2 separate regions of the Lactuca sativa genome follow, and region 1 is linked to region 2. The links are chromatin contacts, called in public Hi-C maps. All regions are on one chromosome and are shown on one strand. The core of a region is the stretch at or near the end of the contact, and the rest is flanking DNA. Distances in the headings are between cores, read along the strand shown.

Region 1 (4,449 bases), core at 782-3,281, 220 kb after region 2:
TTACAATTAAAATCTACTCATTATAGCAATGAGATAACCAGTTTAAAAGGCAGCAGGTTACCCATTACATATTCAAAATACATGTGATTTTTTTTTTTTTGCATTGAGAGAAAAAGATTTAAAGGGAAATTACCTCTTCAGCACAATACTTGAAAAGTACAGGTCTTTCTTTGAGAGAACGAACTGCCATTTTCAGAAGCTCACTTACTTCAGGATTATCAGTGTCCCCCAATCTCCTGCACTCTGTCTGAACCCATCTGAATGAATAATAAAAGTCAAACAGTCAGTCAACAAAAAGAAGATAACCAAAAAAGTTTGGGAATTTATTGATTGTTTCACCTGCACAGGCGTTCATAGGCACCTTCTTGATAGACAGCCATCATATCCATCAGCTCCAAACCTGCACGCTGTCAACAGTAAAAAATGAGAATTGAAAATAACCAACCAAAAGGGTAGGTAGGGATAAGAAGCTTTGAAATAGCTCAAAAAGCATCAAGAATTTGTAAGAGTCCAAATATTTCATAATCTAAATCTGACTTATGTAGCTTAACATGTCTTATCAATGATTCAACATAAAGGATAACAACAGTAATAGCATTTCTCAGACTCTGTTTATCATATATCTTATCAGTTTCAGGCATAAGTTTGCATAATTTGCATTGAACAACTAAGGGCCTTAATCTTTGTTCCAGTTTTATTGGCATATCTGCAGAAAATAAATAATCATAGCACGGAAACTTTGCTTCTCATATATAAGAACTAAACTATTTGATCAAATCACCCACTCTATATACCCTTCATATTTGATACAGAATATATAATTCATCCAAAAAAATCTTTTCAAGTAGCAAAGAAGGCCTCCCTGTCTATGGGGGAGCTATGCAGAAGAGTTACCTGATGATGGGTCCTGAGAAGGACTTTGCAATTTCCATGGATGGTTTGTACATGGCTCAATGCCTTGAAAAAGTTCTCATTCAATTCTTCCTCCCTCAGTGCATTTATCTACAGAAGTAAATACAATCACATTCTACTCAGTTTGCAATTCAGTGACAGTTGAATCAGAATATATCAGCATGAAAAACTATCACCTCGTCACTGGAAAGTTGATAATCTCGAAGGAAGCATGATGCAATCTCTTGCCTCTGAGTAGTGATTTCAAGTTCCTGTTTGAGTCTTTCTGTGGTAGTGATAATATCTCCAGTAGTAGCATTACAGTTATTCAAGGATTTAGCAATTCTGCAAGGTTTAAAACACGATTTATTATTTCCTTAAGATGAATTTCGTTTATTTCAAAGACTACTAAATTGTGAAAGATGTTGCATTCAGCACTATAGGGGTACTTGTTAATTTCTTAACAGATCTTCTTTCCAATTTTATCTAGATTTCACGAGAATTAAAACTACAAGGTGGTGTGTTTGATCATTGAATTATAGCTCAATTTAGATTTTTTTGAACGACCTGTGGCTCAATTTAGGATAGGAGATGGTATCGAAATGATTTAAAATTGTTTGAAGAGCAGAAAGATGAATATAATATCTCACTTGTCACAGCATTCAGCTAGGGAATTAACCTCTTCCTCCACCCGATCCAAAGCCTAAAACCGTAAAATAAAAGAATTAACATATGACATTGATCGATTGATTCCATGATTGATAGAGAAACAGAAAGTAATGCGCAAACCTGCTGGGCGGCGTCGGAAGCAAGGAGGAAGTCATGGTTAATGGTGAGAGAACGTTTCTCGATAGTTGATCGGAGGTTACGGCGAGCCGGAGCGGTATTATCGTTATAGAAAGTGGAGAGTGTATTAAGTGATGCCAGCAGATCTGGATTGTCGGTGCGAGTTTCCAATACCTTCTTCAGCTTTCTTGACAGCCCCGGCGCCAGTGCCGTCGTCGTCCCCATTTCTCTCCGACTGCTGTTCCTTGAGTTACGATTTGTTCTGATCTGTTTTGCAATTTTATTCTCTCGACGTTACGTTTCAGTCAATTTCTTCTACATAGCAACTGCAATGAGCAACGGTTCGGATTTTTTCCGACGGTCTCGACAAATTCATGTCGAGTGTGGGCTCTTTCGGCCCATCATCTAACTTGAAGAAAATTATTGGACTAATTTACAAATTTGGTTTTTTTTTTCTTTTCTTTTTTTTTTTTTTTTTAGATTTTATGTCAAAAAAATGTTTTGTATTTTAGTTTTCATTCAACTGTTTTAGGGTTTTTATCTTAGATTGTCTAAATTTGCATCTCCAATCTCTTTTCTAATTCAATAAAAGGAAAATAAATTAAAAATTTAATATTGTTTTTTTGTTTTGTAAATGTTTAGTTATTATTGTTTTTATTTTATTTTTTTTATTTTTACAAAATGCAAAAGTTAATTTGTTTATTTATTTATTGTTGCAATATCAACAAGTTCACTGTTGTATTATTTGCAAAATGTGGATATTTTTGTCCTTATGAATTGTTGTTGTAGGTTGCGGCAAAAAGATGATACTTTCAGTGACTTTGCATCTCCAGCACGCCTTCGATAATCTTTTCCTACGATATATGATTTTTCGGCAAAGATTGATCAATATATATGGATTTTCAGACGACTTTGAAACACTCAATCGCACCCCGAAATGAGGGGATGAAGATTGATCCAAATAGAATTGTGAAGATGTTTCAGGGTAGAAAAAATACATGTCTTGGGATTTGTTCTACTAAGAAGGTGTTGAAGGATTCCATTAAGGACGGAAACCTTTTTCTAGAAAAGACAATGAAAGACCTTCATTGAATGTTCTTGAGATGGGTAACCGGAGAGTATTCATCGGACTTCTTGGGTAGAGAGATATGTTGATTGGGGCTCATTTTGAAGTCATCTAATCCGTGTTATCTCCACGTTTGAAATTCAAAGTAGATGAAAGGAATTGAGCGTAAGGGACATCAAGGAAGGAAGGGGTGGTCAGATGGGCTAGCTTTGTCAGTGGTATGAGAGAAGTTGTTGATGATTCAGTGGTAAAGGTGGAGAAGACAATAGGAGATATAAACATGGTGGATAAAGGACCTTTTAGATAGTTTGCACTTTGTAGAGAGGAAACAATTTGGTGATTGGACTATAGAATAAAGTATAAATTTTGAGAAGGATATCGGAGTAGATGGTGGAGCTAAGAGTGATGGGTGTATTGTGTTGTTTTGATTAGGTAATCCGACACCTTGAAGATCGCCTAGAATCATATAGAGTTAAATAAGATGTCTAGAGGCTCGCCGGAGATGCCAAAATAGCCGAAAAATCCATCTTTTGGCTGAAAACCAACAATAACATGTCGTAAGGATGTAATGTGGATAAAACCAACAAGTTAACTAGTGTATTTTGCAAAAATAAATAAATAAATAAATAAATAAATAATAATTAAATAAACGTGTACAAAACAATAACAATGTTACCCTTTTAAGTTATTTTCCTTTTAATAAAAATGAAACTTTTCACAATTGTCTTATTCCCTTCATTTTATCTATTTTTCTCCATGACACCTTACATATACGTAAGATGTTGGGATAAATTGGAATATAATGTTTATTTTTATTGAATTAACAGATGATATGCTAATTTAGACAATCCATAGATCAAAAACATGTTTGTTTGACCTTCCACGTTGATCACGGGACAGGCTAATGTGGGCATTTTTTTTTCAATTATTTTTAGATGTGGTTTTTGCTCACCCATAAATTGTAAAGTTTGTATAAATACATGTCCATACAATATCTATTGAATATACAATTCATACCTCTTTAATATTACTCAATAAATCATCCTGTAACATCCTAAAAATACATATAAAATTTTGTTTTTAAATTCATTCAAAACATACGATAGTCATAATAAAATAGTCAAAAGTGTATAATAACAACATTTTATCAGAGTACAAATTCCCAAAATCTCAAACTGCGGAAACCATAGGGTGTTGCGGTGTGATCAGGCCGGACCCTTCTCTTTCGAACTGGAAGTACCTGCAACATGAACTGGAAATTTTAAGCACAAAGCTTAGTGAGTTCCCCCAAAATACCTCATATCATACAAACATACATCCAAACATATATGGGTGCTTGCAATCCCCTTTGGTCTCTTTCAACCGGATCAGTCAAGTATATATGGGTGCTTGCAGTCCCTTCAGCCTATTTCAACCGGATATGTAACAACCCAAATTTTCAACAATTTATTTTCGTTTTTAATTAATAAACATACTTGAAATAACCATAAATTTCATCACAATTGTTTTCAAATCCTCCTTTATTACAATTTGTTTAAGACATCAGAGTGTCCCAAAAAGGTAGTAATAAAAGAGAGATAAAGTGCACGTCGCGCCATCACGCCTTGCCCTTACCCTTGGGCTCGGATGTACCTGAAACACATCTACAAACAGTAAGCTTGAAAGCTTAGTGAGTTCCCCAGGGCACACCCAAATATAAGCACAAA
Region 2 (4,769 bases), core at 1,412-3,911:
GTAGGAAATTGGATAAAATGCTTTGAATCACCATAAGAACAACCATATCTCATTAAGATTTACATGAGATAATCGTTAAGAGTCGCTACTAGCTAGAGGATGAATTTGCTGAGATGAAGGTGAACCATTATTAAAAAAGAGACAAATAGCCGAGATATCATCGCTTGCAAACCCTTTCCTCTTCCGTTTCCAGGCTCGCCCCGCAAACTCCACCAATCGTTTTGCCGATTTAGCCTTGTCAACGGTAGACGACACGATCTCCACTGCTTCTTCATTCGAAACTACATCCCACACCTACACGAATTAATTCACAAAAAATAAAATAGACAATTAGTTTTCTAAGATCTTCTCTAGCAATTTCTACACTCTAAGGCTTAATATATTACATGAGCATTGGGCTTGTCAATTGTTAAATAGATAAAGCTTAACATATTTTCTTCCATCTAAAAAGGTGTAACAAGATGATATCGTTTTTCTTGTTCAATCGTGTCTAGTTCGGTCTATAGTTCGGTATAATATAGTATATATGTATGTAAGTTGAAATAATCATAAGTACCCCATCGGAAGCAAGCACGATAAATTGGTCTTTCCTAGTTATACGTCTTTCTGTTACTTGAGGCACAGATATAAGTCCAAAATCTTTGACACAATAGTCACCAAAGGCTCTTGACATAGCCAGACCAGGTGACTCCTCATTTGGTAACCATAGCCGGTGCACACCAGGCTCATCTTCTAAACAAAAAACCCGTCCTTTGCATTCAACTATTCGCTCAGCCTCATCTGTACAAACGTAAATGAATAAGTTATCATATTATCCTCCATGACATGAATGCATATGATAATTTTAAAGTGAAGGGCCTCTAAAGATACTTACGAGGTAGATTTGGCTTGAAATCAACAGTAAGTTGTACTGGTACCAAGCACCCATCATCGCTAGTTGTAGCCAGTACTGCACGTGAATCCCCAACATTTGCTATCACTAGAAGTTCACCCTGGATTCAAAACAATAATAATAATAATAATAATATATAATTGGTAATTAAGTTTCGTCGATCTTTTTTGAAGGTTATTAGTTAGGAGATCAATAAATACAAAACAAGTCTACCTAACCTACCTGTTTAACAACAGCTAAAGCAGTGGTTCCACTATGAAAAGAATCAAATTTACGGCATTCTCGTAGATCGTGATCAACAGAAGCACAAGTCCTTATGAAAGAATTCTTCCATACATGGAATCTGTCGAGCTTTTTAACTTTAACAGGTTGTAAGTCAAGTGAAGCTTCGACTTGCATCATCTCTTCTTGCCAATTGCATAGCAATGTTGAAGGTATCGATTCACATACTCTTTTTGCAACGTAATGTCCCCATGAACCATGACCATCGAAAATCCCACAGAACGTCATTTCTTCCTGTCCTCCAAATTCCTGCACCCATGAGTGACAAATGAAGTTTTTAAGTCAATGGATAATTACGATAATAAAGATTGGAAAAAAAAAATAATAAATAATATATATATATATATATATATATATATATATATATATATATATATATATATATATATATATATATATATATATATATATATATATATATATATATATATATATATATATATATATATATATACCTCCCATACGATGCAACAATCTTGATTTACCCCCTTTTCGCCTCTTCTGGAGCAAACAGAAGCCAAATTATGGACGTTAATGCAGCCAGAAGATCTTAAGATCAAATCCTTCTTCTTTGCATCTTTTACCATGGTTTCTGATGTCTCTTTTCCACCGTGATCCCCTGAACTCTTCACTTTCTTTGTTGTGGAAAACGATCTTGTTAGCCCACTAAACATGGATGTGAAACGCCCCATAGCTACTATCTAATCCACTATCCTCAACAATCCTGTTTCCACAATATAAAAGTTATATATTTGAGGGTAAATATATATGTAGATTCTGAATAAAAAAGCAGAGAATATAACTTTTTGACATGGAATTCCATCAATCCACATAGATTCTGTCGTTTGATTAGTGAATAAATTTGTCATCTTTAACACAAATTGAACCTTTGAATATTCAAAAATACACATTTCTTTTTATCCTATCTGGAAAGATAGCTTCTTTCCAAGAACTGAAACTGTGAATGTGACTGCATTATTCCATTTGCAGTAACATAAACCCAGCTATAAATTTTTCCCAAAAAGAGAAATCAGAAAAAGACCCTTCTCCTAATCGAACAACCCATCCCCATCCACTAACAAGTATCAAAAAAATTTGCAGATAGTATTTATCATCCCACATGGACTTCAACAAATACATGTCATCTTAAGAAAAAAAATACCCAAGAATATAAAAAGAAATTAAAGGAGAAGAGATTGAGTAGAAAAAACCTTGTTCTTATCGGAAAAATAAACAAGTGGCCGGAGTAAGAGGGAATTCCGACATGAGCATCTGAGATAACAATAAAACGGATGGAGATAATAATAATAATTCATTTGGGTTTCTAGAGAGGAGAGGAAAACAAAGAAAGCGGTGATCGTATATGTATACTCTACACAACTTTTTAAAAACTATTTCTGCACATAAATCCATACGTTATCCTTGTTTTTTTGACGATTGTACAAGCGTCATAAGAGACTGTATTCGCATTATTGACTTGTATGGAACAACTGAATATCCAATATTAAATATACTTCTCTTTATATATTTAATTTTGATATTACGGTAATCGTGAATCTTGATATTTTTGTATGTTTAAAAGATCTTTTCTCAAATATCGCATGGATTTAAAAAAAAAACAAATAGATAAGAATATTAGGACGGTGCATATCAACCACATGACAAAATATTAAGTCGAGTATTTAAAAACTGAATTATTATTATTATTATGAATCAACATATATAATATATATAATGCAAATGAGGTACGACTGCGATTTGTTTTAATAATTAAATACAAAATATCTTGATTGCCAACAATGAAATTCGACATACAAAATTTAATTTTAATATAAGTTTACACAAATTTATCAATATAAATAATCGTAACATGCAATCCATAAAATAATAACACGACACCAACTTGAGTTTATGATTGTTCCTCAGAAAAAATAACTTATTATGAGAATCGGTAACAACTTTGGTACCATTCTGTTTTTTCGAAACGAAAATGTATGAAGTCTATGGACCACCTTTGCAACCTTATTTAGTACAAGACGGAGACCAAACGGCTACAACATGTAATAAAAAATCTATTTGTTTTTTAACATCTGCAGACTTCTGAAATAAGTTAAAGTAAGGTGTGAAAATGTTTGAAGCAGAGGGTCAAGTGTTGCGCCACGCAGCACACGCACATCAGTTTTTAAGTCAGAAATCTTCTGAAAAACAAAAAGCTACAAAGGGTAAAGTACTGCATCGCGCAACAATAAATCGAGAGAAGTGATTTTTTAGAAAAAAAAAACATACAACACCTTTGAGTACTTGATGTTCTTGTTTAATGACTTAAGTTCCTCGATATTCCACGCCAAACTCCATAATTTAGCTATATTAATAATATGTAATCAATCCAGAAAAAACATACATTCTTATACCGTGTGTCTGTTTTAGGAAAAATTAGGGTGTGTGGTGGAGATCTAGATACCAACTTAGATCGTGATATCACTTTTCGAACTGATATTTCTACACTATGTCTGGGTTACAAGAAATTCATCCTAGGATAATCCAAGTGGACACTTACGTTTCAAGGCACAGAAAACGTAAGCCAATATGCTAGAGGATTTTGTGAATGTGTGATGAAAAACTAGAGCTTAAGATCGTAACCCTCTTCTGTAGAGGAAGAGTCGTTTATATATTAAACAAGATTAGGGTTTCATTATGGTTGGGCCGTCATTAGTTGCTTTGAAAGCAAGTAATGTTAATCCGGATTAGGGTTACCGAAAGTAAGGAGTTTCATTAGTTTTACCATAGTCACCCTCAAGAAATTGAATTTTCCATTATGTTCCCGCATGCAAAATTCGGTGAGGTTTTGGGGCGCTGCCCCTCGACCCCGCGGGACCCCAGCCAGGGGCTCTGCCCCTTGGACCCCGCTAGAGGCGCTGCCCCTTTGGAAACCACGGACTCGGGGGCGCTGCCCCCGGACCCCTGACTAGTCTTCGAACCGACTTCTAATTCGATCTTATACAAGCGTGCACTCTGCACTACTCCATACATATATTAGAGTCAATTATGAAGCCCCTTAGCTCAAATGTTAGTTTCAGTTACTTAAAATCACATGGTGAACCTAAAATCACCAACAATCCTCCCCCATTTTAGTGTAACCCTTGAACAAACATAACCTTATCAAAACAAACCAAACCAGTACATAATGAAAATATCAAAACGATTGAATTTCCACTTAGTATCATACACTTGCAAATACTCGAGAATCAGGGTGTTCTAAGAATTAAACCCATCAACCCATTTGAATACCAGAAAGTAAAATACATACTAGTTTATTGAATTTCTAGCATAATACAACTTGACACTATTATATAAGCCGTGTGTCCCAATCCTCTCATGATCGTATCAAGGTCAAGTCCACAACCTCTTGAAATGCGACTACACTTCACAATCACGTAAGTAACTCCTTTCCATGTATCTGCACATACATTTATCAAAGGAATTATTAAGAAGTTAAACTTCAACCTGACTAACTTGCAGAACCGAACACATACCTAGGATGAATACTTTATGTGTTCCAATCTATAAGTATAAGCTTTCCACATTGAATTTAACT

Evidence for each region. Hi-C and Micro-C count contacts between places; a contact is called where the count stands out from the background.
Region 1: a Hi-C map of leaf shows a contact between it and region 2, with 7 times the contacts expected there. The contact joins the promoter of LOC111911983 here to the promoter of LOC111876903 in region 2. A contact is called at or near these places in 3 of 4 Hi-C or Micro-C datasets (leaf and seed).

What each region holds. Positions count from the first base shown.
Region 1 is chr9:226,524,414-226,528,862 of Lsat_Salinas_v11, forward strand. LOC111911983 (conserved oligomeric Golgi complex subunit 6) reads right to left here and starts at 2,032. Exons shown (of 11, transcript XM_023907747.3): 1 at 1,681-2,032; 2 at 1,542-1,594; 3 at 1,089-1,236; 4 at 895-1,002; 5 at 340-407; 6 at 134-257. The coding sequence starts at 1,902.
Region 2 is chr9:226,302,754-226,307,522 of Lsat_Salinas_v11, forward strand. LOC111876903 (probable protein phosphatase 2C 34) reads right to left here and starts at 2,662. Exons shown (of 6, transcript XM_023873458.3): 1 at 2,386-2,662; 2 at 1,660-1,898; 3 at 1,115-1,423; 4 at 875-992; 5 at 557-780; 6 at 1-294. The coding sequence starts at 1,866. The coding sequence ends at 76. LOC122196160 (secreted RxLR effector protein 161-like) reads right to left here. Exons shown (of 2, transcript XM_042898508.1): 2 at 4,605-4,631. The coding sequence ends at 4,605.